2 separate regions of the Zea mays genome follow, and region 1 is linked to region 2. The links are chromatin contacts, called in public Hi-C maps. All regions are on one chromosome and are shown on one strand. Each heading gives the region's core, a stretch centred on a gene start, on an enhancer-like site or on the middle of the called end of the contact. The rest is flanking DNA. Distances are from core to core; before and after follow the strand shown. Region 1 holds the start of LOC100281457. Region 2 holds the start of LOC103639781 (probable WRKY transcription factor 53).

Region 1 (6,786 bases), core at 1,522-4,021, 230 kb after region 2:
ATGACCGCTGGCAGATGAAACGAAAGAAAAACCATGATTTCCACAGTGACGAATTACCTAACCAACCAACATCATGCTAGGGAGGCACTTACTTTTCAGATACTTCGAAGTGGCGTGGCAAGTTTTCAGGAGCTGTCGTCGTCGAAAGTAATCAACAAACACGGTACGGTCAAACATAAATACAAACTAACTAAAGAGCTAGTCTAGAAAAAAAAAGCAATGCTACTCTGCACTGCAATAACAACCACTAGGCGCACGTTTCCACCTGTTGCACATGCTATTGGAGTATGGAATATTGGAGTGAAAAATGGGGAAAATCAACACCTGCAGATCAGATTTCACCCCGCCGTTTCAGTTCGTCGACCCAGAGTACTCGCGGTCAGGCTGCGCGGGGCCGCCGGTAGGGCAGAACCTACCGCCCTCACCTCCCTCACGTGGGGGTGGCTTTGGGGGCTTGGGGCTCACGGCGGCGGCGCGACGTCACCGACGACGCTCGGTAAAAGTAAATGGTTTTCTCTCTCTCTTGTAGATAGATTTTTTTAAATTTTTTGATAAGATGTAGACAGGCCAATCTCAGTAGAGGTTTCAAACTTTCATTGTCGTAGGTTTAGTCAGAAACAGTTAAGTTTTACTCCTACAAAATTTTAACATTTTTTATTTATACTATGACATCATGTCAGTGTCAGCTTACTACCTAACGTCCATGAAAATCTTGTATCTGATTAATTGAATGTTAGTAAATGAATTGAATTAAATTTTGGAGAAGTAAGAAACGCGACCGAGCAAGCTGCCCTACCTACCTCTGTGATCTTCTTTTCCTCCACGAACGCGATCTGTATTTCGGCATGGCAAATGATGAACTCCACCGCCCCAGCACCTACGTACGAGTCGACACAACACAAGATAGGGATCAACGGTAAGCAGTGACGACCGATGCGAGTCATTTGTTTATTACCGAGAGAATCGTAGAGGGGGACGCAGCAGATCCCAAGCGCGTTGCAGGCCTACCAACCATAGAAGCAGATTGAATAGTATACGCACAAGAGCGAGGTCAGAAGTGCCAAGGCACAGTTTTATCGTTTCGGTAAGCTAAGGCGGTTTGAATTGAATTGTCTAAGAAAAAAGCAGGCAGTTTGAATGGATTGTTTTTTTTTTTTAAAAAAAAGGCAGTTTGGATGAAAAATAGAACTATTACCTCCATGCTGACAATCCATTCGGGGCAGTTCGCGCCGTATATGCCGCAGCTTTCACCCTGGCGGATTGAGTTTTGATAAACCAGCCCATCATCAGGTGTATGTTTGACTTGGTCAATCGATCCTCTAGCTAGTAGTACGTAGTATAATTAAATAACCTGGCGAAAGGGTCATGGATGGGACGACACTTTTGCTAGACGACATCCCATTAATTGCAATTAGTTAACTGCAATTACTATATATATCTGTCTGATGGAACAGATTGGGATTGGGATGAGACAAAGATCACGAGTCACGACAACTTGCTTGTTTTCTATACATGCTTCATGCTTGTTTCCTATACTTGCTTATTAGTTGCTTGTTTTCCTTAAATTTAATAGGTTAAAATTTAGAGACCATTACCGCTCCCAGTGGCAGGTGTCGATCAGGTCTCCCCCAGGCCCCAGCAGCCAGCCATATGCATGCATGATGCATGCATCCAACCAAAAGAGCAACCACACATTAATGATGCATGTGATTATGTGAGTGGTGAGCCAGACAAGCTGACGTGAATCCGCATGCATGATGGATGCTTCCATATGTTGTAGTACGTTCATCTTGTGTGTGTGTGTGTGTTTATTACGCGCCAGCTGGTGCAGATCATCATCGAAGATGAGAAGCAATGCCTGTGACTATTGCGTGCAGTACGTACCTGTTTGATCCCGGACTTGTCCATGGATGCAGCGAGCTTCATCACGACGTCGTAGACTTCCTTGTAAGTCCACCAGGTGTACTCGCCCGCCTGCATGCATGCAGTTTTATTTACAAAACCAATATTATACGTAAGCACAAGATTAGTAGTAGTAGTAGTAGTGATATTGTTATTTATATTATTAATGCTACTTGTTTTACCTTCTAGACGACGACTAGCTAGAGAGGGCGGCGAAGAAGCAATGGACCGGGTAAATTAATTCTCCCAGCAGCAAGTGGGTTGTTGGGTGGAAGAAGGAAGAGGAAACAAACAAGTCAATTTTGTTCTTACCTTGCCGTCGACGACTCTCCGGCGACCCAGCATCTGGTTGTCGGGGTACTTCTCCACGGACGCGCTGCCGAGTCACAAACCCCGCCCGATCGATCAAGCAAACCATGCGACAACAATCAGAAGAACAACAATCGTGCCACATGCATGCACGTACGGTAGCAGCAGCAGCAGCAGCAGGCCAGCAGCTAGCTAGCATGCCGGGCGTACGTTGAGCTGGCAGCTAGGGTGTATGTGGAGATCGAGGAAAGGCCGAGACTAGAGCGGCAAAAGATCGATCATCTAGAGAGCTGGATGCTGCAGAGGGATGGATGGATGGATATGGCTCACCGGAAGATGTCCCAGCAGCTGTGGAGCCCCGCCGGGGCCTGCAGGAGGCCGTCCTTCGCCCGCGCGTTCCGGTACGCCGGCCCCGCGGTCGCCGTCGCCGCCTCCACCTCCACCAGGTGCTTCATCTTCTCTCTTCTTCTCCGACGAGACAGAGGAGTACGTCGGAGACGAGACACAGAAGAAGGTGCACAGCGTACAGCCTCTCTGTCCCCGAGAGGTTTGCTTTGCTTGCGACGATGCCTCCCAGTCCCTCCCCTGCGGCCTGCGGGCTGTGGTCCTCTACGTTATGTACGCGCGCTGAACGTTGACCTGCCTGCCTCTCTGTCACAATCACACAAGTCACATGGCCAGGGCCGGAAGAAGAAAGGTACGGACATGCAGCGCAAGTTAACCCTGCCTCTCTGCTCTGCTCATGAACGGAATAAATTAACGCACCGTGGACTTGGGCATAACGAGCTACGTCCAAGACTTGCACAAGCACACAACCATACTTTTGCGACAATCTCGTAACCTATACTTATGTGTAAAATAATTGCGTACGGATCACGGGACATGTCGATCACAAAAAAAAAAGTTTTTGTTTTGTTTTGTTTTCAAAGAGCCCTAGTACTGGTCTACTAAACAGAATTTATTAGTAGAACTGTAGAACCCCGAGAGCAAAACAATTTTTTTATCTATCGCTATCTCTGTTACCTCTCTTATGGTACAAAACTACAAAAGACACCAAGATTCTAAAAAAGAATCTAAAAGGTCCTAACTGTCTTACCTACCTTTGATCTCCTTACATGTTGCTCTACTTCCTTTTATGGCACAAAGGAGAAGAGAGTTACATGGTTGTTAGACACCGTAGACCTAAATTCATAAAACTAAAGGCTTGATTGGTTTGCTGCCTAACTTGCCACGTCTAAGGTTAGGCAAGTTTAACCAAGTTAGGCATGTGTTCGGTTTGAAGCCACAGTTGTGGCAAGATTTTTCTCCTGCTACGTAGGCCCCACTCGTCAATAACTGGTAAAAGTGTGTCAAGATTCTCTTAGGCGTGGCAAACTGCGACGCAGAATTTAAGCGCCTAACCTTAGGCACCTTAGGCAAGTGTGGTATAAGATTGTGTGGTAATTTTTTGGCACCATACATATAGAACCAAACAGCCCCTAAGAACCAAAACCGACACCGAACAACGTAACACCGAAACTTAGGTTCGAGTTTTAAAATTTCGGTTCGGTTTGGGTGAGAAAATGTCCACGCCTAATTGTGGATCCATACATGATGCACGCGTTGGTCATGACATGACAACGTTGAGCTCATCTTGCTGTAGGGAAGATGTGTCTTATCATTGTAGCATGTATGTCCTATCATAATAGCACATATGTCCTATCACATTGACGTCAGAGCCCACGCTGTTGGCTATAACGTAGCAGGTAAATATTATAGTTGCCTGTACTTTATAATTCCTACTTGTATGCTAGTATGTTAGATGCGACTATAAACATGGTGGCACACACTGCATAGAGGCCTCAAGTACGCCTGTTGCCCTTTGTCATGGCTACAATGCATCTCGTCGACCACAATATCAACTATCACATTTAATTCTATGGACATAAGCCTTATCGAGACTGCTAGTACCACAAGAATGTTATGAGTGGAGACAAAGGCGACAATGTGACACTATGGTTGTACTCCCCAAGGCCATCTTGTCTAGAGGCCATACCTGATTGTATTCCTTAGTTCGCAAGGGCTCCTGCACATAGAAGAGCAGGGAGCTTGGCTTTTCATATGAAGGGAATTAGAGACCAAGATAGCCCACAATTCGATGTTAGGATTATGATGTTAGGGGCCTTGGAGGTCCGGGTGGCTCAAAGAGAGCCCCGCGAGATGGAGAAGTCCTAGAGCCTTAAAGGACCATATTACTCGTTTTCTAAACTGAAGGATGATGTTTCTAAACTTAAGGATGGTTAGAGCCTTAGAAGACCCTATGACTCGTTTTCTAAACTGAAGGATGTTGTTAGATCTTTAGAGGACCCTATGACTCGTTTTCTAAACTGAAGGATGTTGTTAGAGCCTTAGAGAACCCTATGACTCGTCTTCTAAACTGAAGGATGTTGTTACTGAGAGAGCAACAAAGAACCAGAGTCTTGAGATTAGGTCCTGTAGGAAACGGGTGACGCCTAAGAGGGGGGGTGAATTAGGATTTCTAAAACTTTTACTAAACTAGGCCACAATTAAATCCCTAGAGCAAAACCTATGCAAATAACTAGAATATGCAAACTAGGTTTTGTCTAAGTGTTGCTATCTCTACCGCAAAGGCTAAGTTTCAATCTACACTAGATAAGTATGACTACAAGATTGAAACTTAAATGCTTAATATAAATGCGGAATGTAAAGAGCTAAGTAGAGAAGCAAACTCTCGTGGATGACGCCGGTATTTTTACCGAGGTATCCGGAACCACGCAAGGTCCCGACTAATCCTCGTTAGTGCCCCTACGCAAAGGGAAGCCCACGCGAGGGCCAAGCACCACGGTCGAGTAACTCCGTAGAGAGCCGCGGGCCTTCTCCACACGCAAGTGGTGCTCCGCTTCCAGCTCCTCTCGGACGCTCCCCGCCGTCTCCACTATCGAGCTTCCGGCCGAAACGCCGCGGGCCTCGTTCCCTCCGGTACACGGTGGCGGCTGTGACACAAACGCGGTTGTCACGGTCTCGCAAGACTCTCGCCCCACTCGGTACAATTACAACGACTCACGCAAGAGCCGAGGGGTTGTGTGGTTTTACAAAACTCACTCAACTAACTAGGATTCACCTAGAGCAAGCGCTAATGCGGTCTAACTAACCTAAGCACTTCACAAAGCACCTACGCTAATCACCGAGTGATTCTATTAAGCACTTGGGTGTTTGAGCACTTAGAAATGTCTACAATATGCCTTGGTATGTTTCTTGGGCTCCCACACTTGAGAATGGCCGGTTGGGGTGGTATTTATAGCCTCCACATCCCAAACTAGCCGTTGGACAGAAAGCAGCAGCTTTCTGTCGTCGGGTGCACCGGACAGTCCGGTGCACCACCGGACACTGCACAGTGGATGTCCGGTGCACGCCACGTCAGCCGACCGTTGGCGCCTGTAGCAGTCGACCGTTGGATCCGACCGTTGCCGTCTGCCCATTGGCACACCGGACAGTCCGGTGCACACCGGACAGTCCGGTGCTACAGCCAAAGAGCGCCTGTCTGCGGCCTCTCTGCGCAGACTGTCCGGTGCCGCACCGGACAGTCCGGTGCACACCGGACACCAATGTCCGGTGCGCCACCAGGCGCTGGCTGACAGCCCTTATCTTGGATTTCTTCGCTGATTTCTTCGGGCTTCTTTGTTCTTGAGTATTGGACTCCTATGCATCTTTTTATGTCTTCTTTTGAGGTGTTGCATCCTCATTGCCTTGGTCCAATTCTCTTTGCATCCTGTGAACTACAAACACAAACACTAGAAAACTTATTAGTTCACGGATTGTGTTGTTCATCAAACACCAAAACTCAATTAGCCAAAAGGCCCGGGGTCCATTTTCCTTACAGGTCCCACATTGAGACTTGAGGGCTTAGCTAAGACAGGGTATTTGTTTGGCTATGCTTCTTCCCAATACACTTAGGGTCTGTTTGGTCTAGCTGTAGATTTCTCAAAATCTGATTCTAACCGTGAGATGTGAGAAATCTATTATGAGCTGACAATTGTGAAAAAATCGAAACTTATTTGGTTGAAACAATCGTTATCTATAGTAACTATAAGAGCATGATAGCTTTATAACATGACATGGATGATAGAAATCTGGAAAGTCTGGGGTAGGAGGTGATTCTAAATTGAAGTAGAGAAATCTATAGATTTTCAAAAAGGTAGGAGACCATTCTAAATTGAACTAAAGAAATCCATAGATTTTCAAGAATCTATTATGCTGTTATGCCCATTTTGGTTAAGGTTTTAGATTTTTCGCAACGAATCGGTTTAGAAACCTGAACCAAACACACTTATTGTGTCCAGTAGTTTACTTATATGGTTATCTAAACCACTATTTTACACTGTGAAATGTACCGTTCGCAGAGTGAATTTTAAATAGAAGTGTATATAAGGTCAACATTTACTTATTATAACTACTAGTTCTGTGTTTTTTAGGTGATGATGCACCCCTAAAATGGATAGGTTCGCCCCTGATCAGCCAGGTCCTCCTCGAGCCTTTTTGGAAGACGTATTGACAGTGTCAAGGGTACAGCTTTAC
Region 2 (6,424 bases), core at 2,385-4,884:
TGCATAGAAGCATAGGTTTAATCCGTCGATGACTTGCAGATTGTGTGCTCATTACCTTTGCAACTGTTTGCTTGTAGTGCCACAGTTAACTAGCCTATCTAGTGTATGATTAGCCCTTACCTTACCTTTATTATTGGCAATAATTGAATGTAACAATATTGTAAGTTGCTAACTTTGCAGTTTTGAACTTGGTTTAAACAAGCTATTTAAATTTGTCTGAACTACAATACTACATATTAGCTTTGCCCCTTAGCTTATAAATACAAACGGGAGCACCAATGTAGCACCCAGGAATCAGGATTTTTCGTTAATATGTGTTTAGAAATGCTAAGTTTCTTTTTTCTCTCTCCACCGTATATAATTAATTGATGTTCTTGTTAATCTTTTTAAAATTTTCAAGAATAATTAGAGGTCAAACTCCACTAGAATTTGTTTATGGTTTTTAGTGAGCTCTCTGTTGGATTTGACTATAGTACTGCAATAGTCTTATCTGATTAGTGTTTTTTAATTTAGATGGTATGCAATGGTCATGAAATCTCAGTTATGTGATTGAAGCTGATCCTGGAATCAGTATGATTCTGAAATACCATGGTAAACAAATTGATTTATCAGATAATAAGTATTACTAGATTGTTAATGATAAAGAAGTTTCCATGTTCATGTCAAAGAAAATGATATTTGTATCTTGGTATGACCCCAAGAAGTCTGACATCATGAAGTTATCTTGCTGAATTGTGTCTATTAACTGTGTGAGACCTTGGATCCTGAGCAATTTCTATGACTTGAGCAGAGTGCCGATCCATTGAATTCAGATTTTCTATCCATTTCCACTTACTGTTAGAGGGTTTGGATTGTTCAGCAAGAAGGAAACATACGACACTTACAATTCTGTAGGCAGTTCTTATGCATGATTGTGAAACAATGTGCAGGTTGGTCCTGGCGAGGTTGACGACGAGCTGGAAGACGAGGTGGCATCGGAGTGTGCCAGGTACGGGACGGTGTCCCGGGTGCTGATATTCGAGATCACACAGGCATACTTCCCGTCCGATGAGGCTGTAAGGATATTCATACAGTTTGAGCGGGCGGAAGAAGCAACCAAGGCAATGGTCGATCTGCAGGGGCGGTTCTTTGGCGGGCGCGTGGTGCAGGCAACCTTCTTTGACGAGGAAAGGTTTGCGAGGAACGAACTCGCTCCGATGCCAGGGGAAGTACCAGGGTTCTTCGACTAAAGCCAAACGTTTTGGTGTGGTATCAGTATAATATCAGGTGAGAGGTGGGTTGTGGCCTTGTAGTTCTTTCTGTTAATCGAGGATGAAGTAGAGCATACAGTCAGACAATTTGCATGCTTTCTAGTGCTAGGTGTAGTGTACTGGAAATATTGTGGATATAAGATATGTTTTTTTTTTTTGTGCCGTGTCTCCTGCTACTGAACTACCTTCTACGTATATACATGAAAAATTTTGTCCTGATTTTCGATCTTGTAATCACCTAACTGCGATATGACATCTCAGACGAAATCCTTATTGTTGACAGAATAGCATTGCTGGAACTGTATCAGTTGTCCCAATGCGTTGCTGTAACTGTAATCTGATTATGCTCTGAAATGATAATCGCTGGGTTCATATTTTTCTTGCTTGCAACCATCGGGTTCTGCCGCAGTTGAATGAAGATGACGTTTGATGCCGTGGTCTCGCTCAGTTTCTCGTGCGGTTCTTCCGCCCATGGAAATTTGCAATTCTATAATTCAAGGATCTGGACATACGATCCCTACCAAACGTTTTCAGAGGATGTGGTCGACAATCACGAGAGAAACGTCAGAATTCAGAACTAGGACGTTTGGCGAGGAGAATCTAGAGCTCTATCAAACTCGACTCCAATTAAACCTAGAAATTACACTCTTTCCAAAAAAAAACGAGAGTAGTATCATCAAACTGTACTCCAACCAAACTTAGAACTACATCCTTTTCTAGGGTTGCGTTTGGTTGGAGAGTTAACCGGAATGGAGCGACTTTATTCCAGTTTCTAATAGTAGAGCCATTTCATTCTATGTTTGGTAATTTGAACTAAGTCGCTCCATTTTTTGTTTGGTTAAATATTGGAATAGAGTGGAGCCGCTACGGTTGGAGAGTCATCTAAGTGTGGAGGGAAGAAGAGGGAGAAGAGTGCTCGCGTCCTAAAGAGCACTCTGTGTTCGGTCGTTTTGGTGGAGTAGGGTCATTCTAACTATTTATGGTATATTTTTCATATGAAAACTCCGACTGTTTCACTCCTCTTTCGTTGTTGGAAACCAAACCCCTAGAAAATAAAATAAAGTCGCTTCATTGTTCTTCACTTCTCAATCAAACACGCTTGTTTAAAAGATGTATTGGGAGCCATGCAAATGGAGAGAATTGAAGAGACTAAAATGGAAAGATTTTAGCTCCTCGAGTCCTTTCCATTCTACATGCCCTGAAGTAGTTTGGCTGGCCTTGGTGCCGTACCTACCAGCCATGTCGGCAGCGAGAACAGAAAAAAGTCGATTGTTTTTGTTTGTATATATGTAAAAAAAAAAAATCCTTACGCTTATATCCGTACGAGAACTGTTCCGCCGTTGTTTGTATGGAATCCACAACAAGGCGACGCCGTCCGGTATGTACGCGGCGCTTATACGAGCTACGGCGAGCGAGTCGTACGAACAAGTCGACTAGCGAGCGACGTCATTCATTCGTTTGTTCGTTCACTTTCACTCACTCGCTGTTGGACGCGTCAGCGGCCACCGCTGGGCTCCACGAGTGCCGCAGAATCCTATTCGTTCGGGAATCGTTACGCGCGCAGAACACTAGAACAGAGAGCAGAAAAGGGAACTGTTCCCTGTGCGGCTGGCTTGCCTCCTTTCCCCCGGCCGGCGTCAGCACAACGTCGTGGCACTTGCGTCACTGTCACTTGCAGACTCCCAGTCCAAATACGCGGAAACGGGTCTGAAGATTCGGTGCCGGTTCGTTGGACCTTCGCCTGTTGACCTCCTCCTAGCTTCTCCATTCCTCCTCCACTCAGCCTTGATGATGAGGCAACGCCGTCGTACGTGGCCTATCTCTCTCTCTCTCTCTCTCTCTCTCTCTCTCTCTCTCTCTCTCTCTCTCTCTCTCTCTCTCTCTCTCTCTCTCTCTCTCTCTCTCTTCTGCAAAACAAACACGACGACCTTTTCTGGACTAGACCAGTAGTAGCATCGACCGCACCGCAGGGTTGAAGGGTCAGCGCACGACGACCGGCACTGCACGTCGTTCGTCCCAGGGTTTGAATTTGAATATTCGTGTTCCTACCGAACTTTCCAAAAGGAGTCGCGCGCGAACGGGTCACTAGCTACTGCTTGCTCTTCGGTGAGAACAAGCCCCTAGCTAGCTATTCGGGTCTCTTCACAGCTCCTCCATCGAGCTAGTGGACGTCGCAGTTTCCCCTCCAGCTCCTCCGCCCGGTTCGATAATAAGTTGTCTGACCAAAGACCGCCGACTGGTCAATGGACGGACGAGCACCCAACCCAGGGAATCAGAGAAGAATACCACAGGTGTGCGGCACAGACGGGCCGGGACCTGCAGAGTACAGTACAGATTCATGGCCGTTGGATCTCAGACAACCGTTCTACTTATAACTGCTGCTACTGCTAGCATCCTTCTCCGGGAACAAGCATTGCATGCCACCACATTCCTCTCGTCTTCTCCGCCGTTGCTCTCTCTCTCTCTCTCTCCTACTCGCTCGTCCTGCATATATACCTGCCCCACTGCAAGCTTTCGTGATCATCGGCTCATTGCATCGTTCGTTGCCGCCATTCTCTTGGCCGAGAAGCCACCTGTTCGTGTATATATCCTTCTGCTGTGTTCATGTCATGGACACTCGAGGTCACCTCGTGTTTTCTCATGCGTTCGTCCTCTGAACTTCACGGTCCTCCCTCCCGTTGCTCCTCCCTGCTATAGCGGTACCGTATATATAGCCTCGCCCTTTCAGATCGGCCACTGTCGTGCCGTCGCCGCCGTCGCATCCGTCCAGTTTTCCTCTGCATCCCCATCACCAACTCGTCCCAGCTTGCTGCTGAAATACCGCTCGTACAGACCGATCAACACCCAGGGTGTTAAATCCTCCAAGAATAATCAACCACAGTACGTGTCCACAGAGCACTCGTCGCTGAGTGGTCGGTCGGTCGATCGAACCAGTTAGTAGCTCTAGGCGGCAAGCAAGCAAGAGCTAGCCAGCCATGCAAGACGGCGCGGGAGCGGAAGAAGGGGGCATCCAGACGCTCCTGGCGCTGCTCGCCGACGGCGAGGAGCAGGCGCGCCAGCTCGGGGAGATGGTGGCCGCCGAAGACGACGGGCCGTGGTCGTCGTCCCGACGAGCGGCGGCGGAGCACTACAGGGGCGCGGCGCGGCGGCTGCAGCGCACGCTCGGGCGGGCGGCGGCCGTCGCTAGGGCCTTCGAGGCCGCCGCGCCGGGGTCGTCGCGGGGCACCGACCGCTCCGACGACTCGCCGCGGTCGGCGGACGAGAGCTCGGGCCGGACGGTCGCTGTCGACGCGCAGGCGCAGGAGCGCCAAAGCACCATGTGCAAGAGGAGGTGCGTTGACTGCGTTCGCTTTCCATTTTTTTCAAACTAAAAAAAGGGGGGGTTGGCGGGTGCATGCATGCATATAGGGTCAAACGGCATAAAAATCGAAAACTACGCGTATATATGCAAATTCATCGGAAACATGTACTTTATGACGACGCGGTTGACTTTTTTCAAAAATCTAATCACTTCTCTTATTCAAAATATGAATTAAAAATGTTAAGTTTTAAATCACGTTCAAACGATTTTGATAAAACAAATCACAACAAAATAAATAATAATTCGCAATTCTTTTTAAATGAGACAAATAATTAAAGTTCTAGAAAAAAAAATTCGATCGCGTCATATTTTGTGCGGAGTGAGTATTGGAGCTTTACACATATCTAGGTATGGCCATGTTTTAGGTTCGTGCAAATGTGCAAGTTTAGACTCGACCCCGTTTAAGCTGTACGTAAAAACGCAGGAACAACACGACCACTCAACCAGCACGAGACGCGGTTTTGATTTTTCTAAAACAAAACAAAATTGTCTTTGCAGTGCAATTGCTCCTAAAATTTACCACGAAACAACAAAACAGAAAGACCCCGGTTGGATCATTTCAGTTGAATTCTATTCTGATAATCCTAATTTAGGTGCAGACAAATTAAGCTATATAGCTGTATGCGAGATATGTTTGTATACTACTATTTAACTATATATGAAAGATATTTATGTGCTATATTTTTATTATAAAGGACGAGCTGATAACTGTGTTATAAATTATAAAGTAGAAACATAATATGGCCATACGTAAAATTAATTTTCGCCCCTCACCATATAAATTTGAGATAGTATTATATCTAAGCTTTAAAAAGTAGTGGAATATCAAATTACAAACTAAATATCCTACTTCATTAAGGGACTGTTTGGCAGAGATCCGAGCCATAATTCTCTAGCTCGGAGAGTTAATTTTCCGGCAGAGTTATATCAAGCGATTCTCTAGCAAGAGTAAATCTATTTAGCGAAATGGCTACAGTTTGTGAAGTGATTCTCGAGGGTTAGATAATAGGGAGCACGTTTGAAGCGACAAGGAGTAGTTTTTCTCTCTCACTAATATAGTATAGAATGGAGACTAGATTCACTCCGCTCACACCAGAGTAGATCAATTTTTTTACCGTTTGGCCAGGCGAGAGTGATTCTTGTTGGAAACGGAACTTCGGGAGATCTGTCAAACATCTCCTAAGTAGATTTCAATTCCTCCAAAACGAATGGATCCAAATGACCCCTAAAAGAACTCATAAATTGTTTATACAACTTTTTGATACTAAGATTAATTAAACTAGGGAATACTAAATTAGACAAGGTTGACTACGTAATTTGCACACAAACTCGTTATCTCTTCTTTCCAATCTCTCCTCGCTCCAATTTAGAGGTGATTCACAAATCACAATTGCTACTCTAAACTACCATATAGCACGTGTTAATGTTACAGTCCCGCAGGAAGAGGGGTCGGTTGAGACGGCGACGCGAGCGAGGGAGAAGATTTGGATGAGTAAGAGAGTGTTATGTTAAGTCTGGACGTAATTTGCTTGGTAAATTTAGTTGAAGCTATGGACGTCGTGGAGATTGCGGGTGTGGATTTTGGCCTTTTTGGGCCTTCCGGTGGGAGAGAAGAAAGGAGCAGAAACATATCGCTTCGGCCTTTATCAATTTGGGCTAATTGTTGTACATCATATATTCTGATTGTTTTTCTCTCTCTTTTTCCCCGATATATGTCTACACCCTCTATATTATTTTTCTTTGCTAAAAATTAGGTGTTCAACTAAATACCCTTGAATTACTATACATAGACCCGCCTCTATATTATTTTTCG

What was found. A called contact is a pair of places that touch in the nucleus more often than the background predicts.
Region 1: a contact with region 2 is called in a Hi-C map of leaf, with 6 times the contacts expected there. The contact joins the promoter of LOC100281457 here to the promoter of LOC103639781 in region 2. A contact is called at or near these places in 11 of 25 Hi-C or Micro-C datasets (bundle sheath, ear, endosperm and 3 more).

The regions. Positions count from the first base shown.
Region 1 is chr9:20,061,233-20,068,018 of Zm-B73-REFERENCE-NAM-5.0, forward strand. LOC100281457 reads right to left here and starts at 2,772. Exons shown (of 19, transcript NM_001154375.2): 1 at 2,542-2,772; 2 at 2,215-2,278; 3 at 1,885-1,974; 4 at 1,196-1,252; 5 at 956-1,004; 6 at 801-877; 7 at 93-132; 8 at 1-7. The coding sequence starts at 2,666.
Region 2 is chr9:19,834,821-19,841,244 of Zm-B73-REFERENCE-NAM-5.0, forward strand. LOC103639781 (probable WRKY transcription factor 53) reads left to right here and starts at 3,635. Exons shown (of 3, transcript XM_008662493.3): 1 at 3,635-4,581. The coding sequence starts at 4,226. It overlaps LOC100282621 (splicing factor 45), which reads left to right. Exons shown (of 3, transcript NM_001412121.1): 3 at 930-1,627. The coding sequence ends at 1,229.